Regions from separate parts of the Zea mays genome. Here region 2 is linked to region 1. A link is a contact called in public Hi-C data. All regions are on one chromosome and are shown on one strand. Each heading gives the region's core, a stretch centred on a gene start, on an enhancer-like site or on the middle of the called end of the contact. The rest is flanking DNA. Distances are from core to core; before and after follow the strand shown. Region 1 holds the start of LOC103639378 (type IV inositol polyphosphate 5-phosphatase 9). Region 2 holds the start of LOC100381655 (Glutamate decarboxylase 1).

Evidence for each region. A called contact is a pair of places that touch in the nucleus more often than the background predicts.
Region 2: a Hi-C map of ear shows a contact between it and region 1, with 2.2 times the contacts expected there. The contact joins the promoter of LOC100381655 here to the promoter of LOC103639378 in region 1. A contact is called at or near these places in 3 of 25 Hi-C or Micro-C datasets (ear, endosperm and leaf).

What each region holds. Positions count from the first base shown.
Region 1 is chr9:150,157,069-150,159,883 of Zm-B73-REFERENCE-NAM-5.0, forward strand. It overlaps LOC103639378 (type IV inositol polyphosphate 5-phosphatase 9), which reads left to right and starts at 1,456. Exons shown (of 5, transcript XM_008662130.3): 1 at 1,456-1,885; 2 at 2,091-2,326; 3 at 2,512-2,815. The coding sequence starts at 1,859.
Region 2 is chr9:150,524,824-150,527,523 of Zm-B73-REFERENCE-NAM-5.0, forward strand. LOC100381655 (Glutamate decarboxylase 1) reads right to left here and starts at 1,435. Exons shown (of 5, transcript NM_001174470.1): 1 at 1,255-1,435; 2 at 841-1,045; 3 at 503-703; 4 at 1-399. The coding sequence starts at 1,340.

The DNA of each region.
Region 1 (2,815 bases), core at 206-2,705:
GAAACCATAGGCTGAATGGTGGGGCCACCAGCATAGCATGAGTATACAATGAGAGCAGATCATAACCACCAGCATTATAGCTGATTTTTAAAAGTAAGTGTTACTCTGAAAGTTTCTCCTTTTGAGGGTCACAAATGATTGGATTTTTTTGGTTATATACCATTTGTTTGCTTGCATTATAGTTGCTTTTTTGTGGTTTGAATCTAACAGAAATTTTCCTACTTTTGTTGTATTGTTTATTTTTTAGAAAAAAGTAAAAATATGGGCCTCCAGTTTATAAACACTCGCATGTAGGCTAGCGAGATAGTCTATAGATTAAACAACAGTCGATAAATGATATTAGAAAGAAGCTTGTGTAGCATCGGTGGCCCTATGGGGGCATGCTATGTTCACAAATGCATCAGTGGCCTTGTCAGTTTTATTTTGACCCCCCCTCAAGGCCTTGCAACCATTTCCCAAGCCACGGTATCCAAGAGATGTCAGTGTCACTCAAAGAAGCAGTTGTTCTTAGTATGTGATTTAGGAATTCTATGAATTATATCTATATATGGTTACACAAGTTCTATGCTGACAATATGTAACATGTGTATGCTTGTATTTGAACCTGAAACCTGTGTAGGCTGGTGTGAGATCTGTTTATGGTATTTTTGGTAACCTGAAACCTATTTTCTATGTTGTGTATGTTGCTTTTTGGTAACCTGAAACCTATTGTGTATGTTGTGCATACTACTTTGTAGAAACCTGAAATCCGTTTTGTATATAGCAACTTCTATGCTGGTACGAGATTGAAACCATAGAAGGTGTTGTTTTGTATGCTGCTTGCATGCCCAAGGTCCCACAAAGCTTCTATGGTTGAGACTAAAGAACCTACTGTTTTGTATGGCACATGGTTCCACAAGGTTACCAAAGAAGTTGATGTTTTGTATGTTTAACCTGAAACCTGTGTTTGCACAAGGTTCGGACAGCATCTTCCATGGTTCAGACAGCAACTTCTACATCAAATAGTTTCGTTTAGATTTAACATAGATTTATTCAGACTAAAAACTTTTCTCAACACAGATTCTGCATTGTCCTAATATGGCGCCCGTAAGGGCGCTTCGAGTTCTAGTACATTTATAATAGGTACCATTCGAATTGAGATAACTTTTTCGCGATTTTTTTTTAAAAAAATCCATGGGTTTCAGATGTAAATGTACCGGACGTACACATTAGCACTTGCGAATTGTGATTGCAGGCGCTGACTTGGAGTGGAGCTGTCGCCGACCGGCTGCTGGTGGAAGAGGCAAAGATTCCCATTCCAACAATCTCTCTCTATCGTGCCCTCCAGACAGGTCACTCCACGCTTTATTTGACCATCTATATATGGCGTCCAAAAGCCGACGTCATCCCCCTTTCCTCCACTTTCACTGCCATCCATCCTTCGTAGTAGCTAGTACTCCCTTTTTCCCCCTTGGCCAGGCACCATGCAGCGCACGCGCCCGACCGACCTCTAGTGACTAGTCCTACCCAAGTTAACATCCGGCGGTTAGCTCTGGCTGTGAGCTGTGCCTGTGAGAGTGCGTGAACATGGGCGGGCGGGCGCGAGCTGCTCCATAGATTTTTGTCTCCGCGCGGCGCGCGCCTTGTCATGTAGCCCCCGCGGCGCCTATTTAAGCCGCTGTTCTCTTCCCTTTCCGTCCTCTAGGCGGCCTCTCAGTTTCATCTCGTCTTCGTCCTCCGGCGTTCTTCTGCTCTTCTCCGCAGTCGTCGTCACGTCATCGCCCTATAGCTAGCTTAGCTAGACGACCGCTCGCGAGGGCATACGCGAGGCTACGACTCCATCGTGCTGGTGGTGCTACAAGCTCATCATCAGTTCATCATGCTAGAGAACCAAAAGCAAGCGGAGGTAGGCCAGCCCGGCCGAGCGCACTCATCATCACGCTCTGTTGCCGCCTTCTTGTAGATCTATCTCCTCTCCACTTGATGTCCGATCCCGCTACTCGCTCATCTTCCGAGCTAGCCCCAGCTCCGACACGGCCGGCGCCCTCTGCGACATGGTTTTGTGTGTATTGTAATATACTAACGCTAGCTGTGTGCGCACATGGGGCTAGGTTCTCTGGCCGCGGCTGGTGGCCAACAAGCTCTTCCGGAAGACCTCGGGCAGCCACGCCTTCGTCGCCGATTTCCCGGCCACCGATGGCGACGGCGATGTCGTCTTTGGTGGAACGGAGTTCGACGGCGGCGGGTGCAGCCCCGACCCCGACGACGCGGACGCCAGCCGCTGCGTGAAGCGGGCGCGGCCGCAGCCGCAGCCGCAGGAGCGCAACAAGAAGACCCTCAAGTACAAGTACGTGCTTCTCCTATTGGCCATGTGCACTCGAGCAGTAGCCAACCATGTATTCCTCAGGGAGAGGAGAGAGCCGTGAGTGACTACTGGCTGCTGCCTGCTGCTGCTGTGGAAGAAAGTCAAAATCGCCGCTAAGTAAGCTAAACTGGCGTCTCGCTATCGTCTGCTGGCATATGGCATATCAGGCTGTTCGCGAGCACGTGGAACGTCGGCGGCGTGGCGCCACCGGACGAGCTGGACCTGTCGGACTGGCTGGACGGCGGCGGCGGCGACGACGACGACGGGCCCTACGACATGTACGTGCTGGGGTTCCAGGAGGTGGTGCCGCTGCGCGCGCGCAACGTGCTGGGTGCCGACAAGAAGCGCGTCGGGATGCGGTGGATCGAGCTCACCCGCGCCGCGCTCAACCGGTCGTCGTCATCGCACGCGCAGCGCGGGGGAGGGAGCGGCGGCGGATCAGGCTCAGGCGACGGCGGCGGCGGCGGCAGG
Region 2 (2,700 bases), core at 185-2,684, 370 kb after region 1:
CGGCAGGTCCTCCTTGCTGCGCCAGATGCACCAGCCGATGCCGGCGTAGACGAGGCCGTACTTGTGGCCGCTGACGTTGATGCTCTTGACCAGCGGCAGGCGGAAGTCCCACTCCAGGTCCGGGTACAGGAAGGGCGCGATGAAGCCGCCGCTCGCCGCGTCCACGTGGATGGGCGTCTCCCACCGGGTCTCCCTGTTCTTGGCTTGGAGCAGGTCGTTGAGCAGCTTCACGTCCTCGAACTCGCCGTTGAGCGTGGAGCCCAGGATCGCGGCGACGCAGATGGTGTTCTCGTCCACCATCTCCACCGCCTTCTCGGGGTCCATCACGTAGTAGCCGTCGCGCAGCTTCACCTCCCTGAGCTCCACCTCGAAGTACCTCGCGAACTTCTCCCAGCAAACCTGCAGGACTCAAACGGGCGATCGCGCGCGACTGGTTTAGAGCCGAGATTCGTCGCCTAGCTTGTTGGGATTTGGGGGCCGAATGAAAACGAACTGTTAGTACCTGGACGTTGGCGCCGGTGACAATGTTGGGCTTGTCGAACGGCTTGCCCTCGGCCCTGCGCTTGTTCTGCCACCTGCGCTTGAAGGCCAGCCCGGCAAGCATGATGGCCTCCGACGAGCCCACCGTGCCGACGCCCACCGCCGTCTCGGACTCGCCCAACGGCGCGTTGAAGAGATGCGCGATCATGTTCACGCACCGGTTCTGCAATGTCGCCGCAGTCGAGTGTCAGGAGAGAGAAGACACAAAATCTGAGTCGGTTCTGCTGGAACTGGCTTTTGGTCAGCCAACCAAGAACTCTCCGATCAAAAAGATCGTTGCTGAGGGTGATGATGATGTACCTGGAGCTCGGTGGTGACGGGGTACTCGTCCATGTCGACGTAGTTCTTGTTGATGGCGGCCATGATGAGCTTGTCGCACTCGGGCTCCATCCAGGTGGTGACGAAGGACGCCAGGTTGAGGCGCGGGTTCCCGTCGAGCATGAGCTCGTCGTTGATGATCTGGTACGCCGCCTCCTTGGGGATGGAGTTCTCCGGCATGCGGTACCTGCGGCGCGGGCGCGCGGGCACGGACCAAAAGTCAGTATGTCAGTGCTCAAAGCCATAGCCACTAGCAGCTGCAGATAAACCGGCCGTTCCAGCACACAAACACCGGCAAGAAGAACATGTTCACGCGAGATGGAGTCGCCGGCCGGTCCAATTGCAAGAACAGCTGCGAATTAAGGGGAGTAGTGGGGGGGAATAATGGGTGCGTACCTTGGGAGAGACGAGCGGACGTAGCGCGACGCGAACGTGGAGTGCACGGACATGTCACTCTCGGAGACGGCCTTGGAGAGCACCATGGCTGCGATCGATCGAGCCGGGCGATCTGCCAAACTGTTGTTGGTTTTAGGCTTGGGGAAGAAGACGACTTGCAGTTGCAGGGGATTGTGTGTTGTGTGTCTGTGGCAGGGGTACCGCGGCCGCGCTGGTATTTATGCGCGCCCCAAGCGGCGAGGCTGGCCCGGGCAAGGAAGGGGCAGGCAGGAGACCTGATGCTTTAGCATGTGTGTATACGCGTACGGCGTACGTTCAAAGAAAGTGACCCCGGGCTTCTAGCAATAGCAGGCCACTTCTCGCGTCGTAAGGACGGTAGCAGTAGCAGTCTATCTAGAATCTAGATGGCAAGGCAAATCGAAGCGAGAGAGCAGCGGTGGTGGTGCCGTTTCTGCGATGGGCTTTGTTCCCACCACTGCGAGTTCTCGCTTACCATATAGTACTTGTTCTCGCATAAAAGAAACAGATCAGTCCATCAGTCCATGTATATGCAAAAAACACGTCTTGGTGAGAGTCAAAGTTAATTTGCTCCAGAAGGACACTGGTCAATATTTAAGCTCCCGTTTGGCTCTTCGCATCACCCAAAAAACGAGAAAGAAAATAACGACATGAAAATAATAAAGAAATGACCTGACCGGCTGGCCGTGATCAAAATGAAGGCTTTTGAGTTTTGACCCGAGGGAGCAGGGAGGGGCCGTGCCGTGTAGCAGTACAGAGTTCCTACTCCTGGAAACAAAAACAAACTGAACCAGTAAGGAACGAGCAAACCATATGTATGTAAAAAGACCGAGTGTACTAGTACGTTTGACATGTATATACATACGCTTCTGTCGGTGACAAACCGGTTAAAAAAATAGCACTAGTAAAAAAGGAACCCTCCGTCGCTGGTTTTACGTGCACTAATTTAAGAAAGTGAGAACAGGCATAAGCTAAACGCTCCACTCACGAGCGACCCACAAGCCAGAAGCACGCTCGCTCTGCCGTCTGCTCCGTACGGGCGGCAGGCGCGGTGCCAAAACTGCGTGCCGCGGCCGGGTTCTGCTCTCGGGCAGCGCGGTCGCGGAAGCCAGGGTCGTGCGTGGGCTCGTGGCATCCGTGTCACGGCGCAGGCGCAGGCGGAGTCGGCGGGAGACGCACCAGCCCGTCCGGACGCCGGTTTGCGCGGCGGGGGGTAGGCGGCAAAACCGCCCGGCACCAGTCCAGCCTCCCAGGCTCCCCTCCTGCGTGCCGTGCCCGTGCCGCGGCAACCCGCGGGCGCGTCGGATCCACCGGCTTTCCGTCCAAGAAAAGGCCACGCGCAGTTTGTCGCGCACGGTATGGGTGGTCGCCGCGTCCCGTCGGTCCTGCCCCACCGACCGACTCCCCGCGTGCCTTTCCAGATAGCCC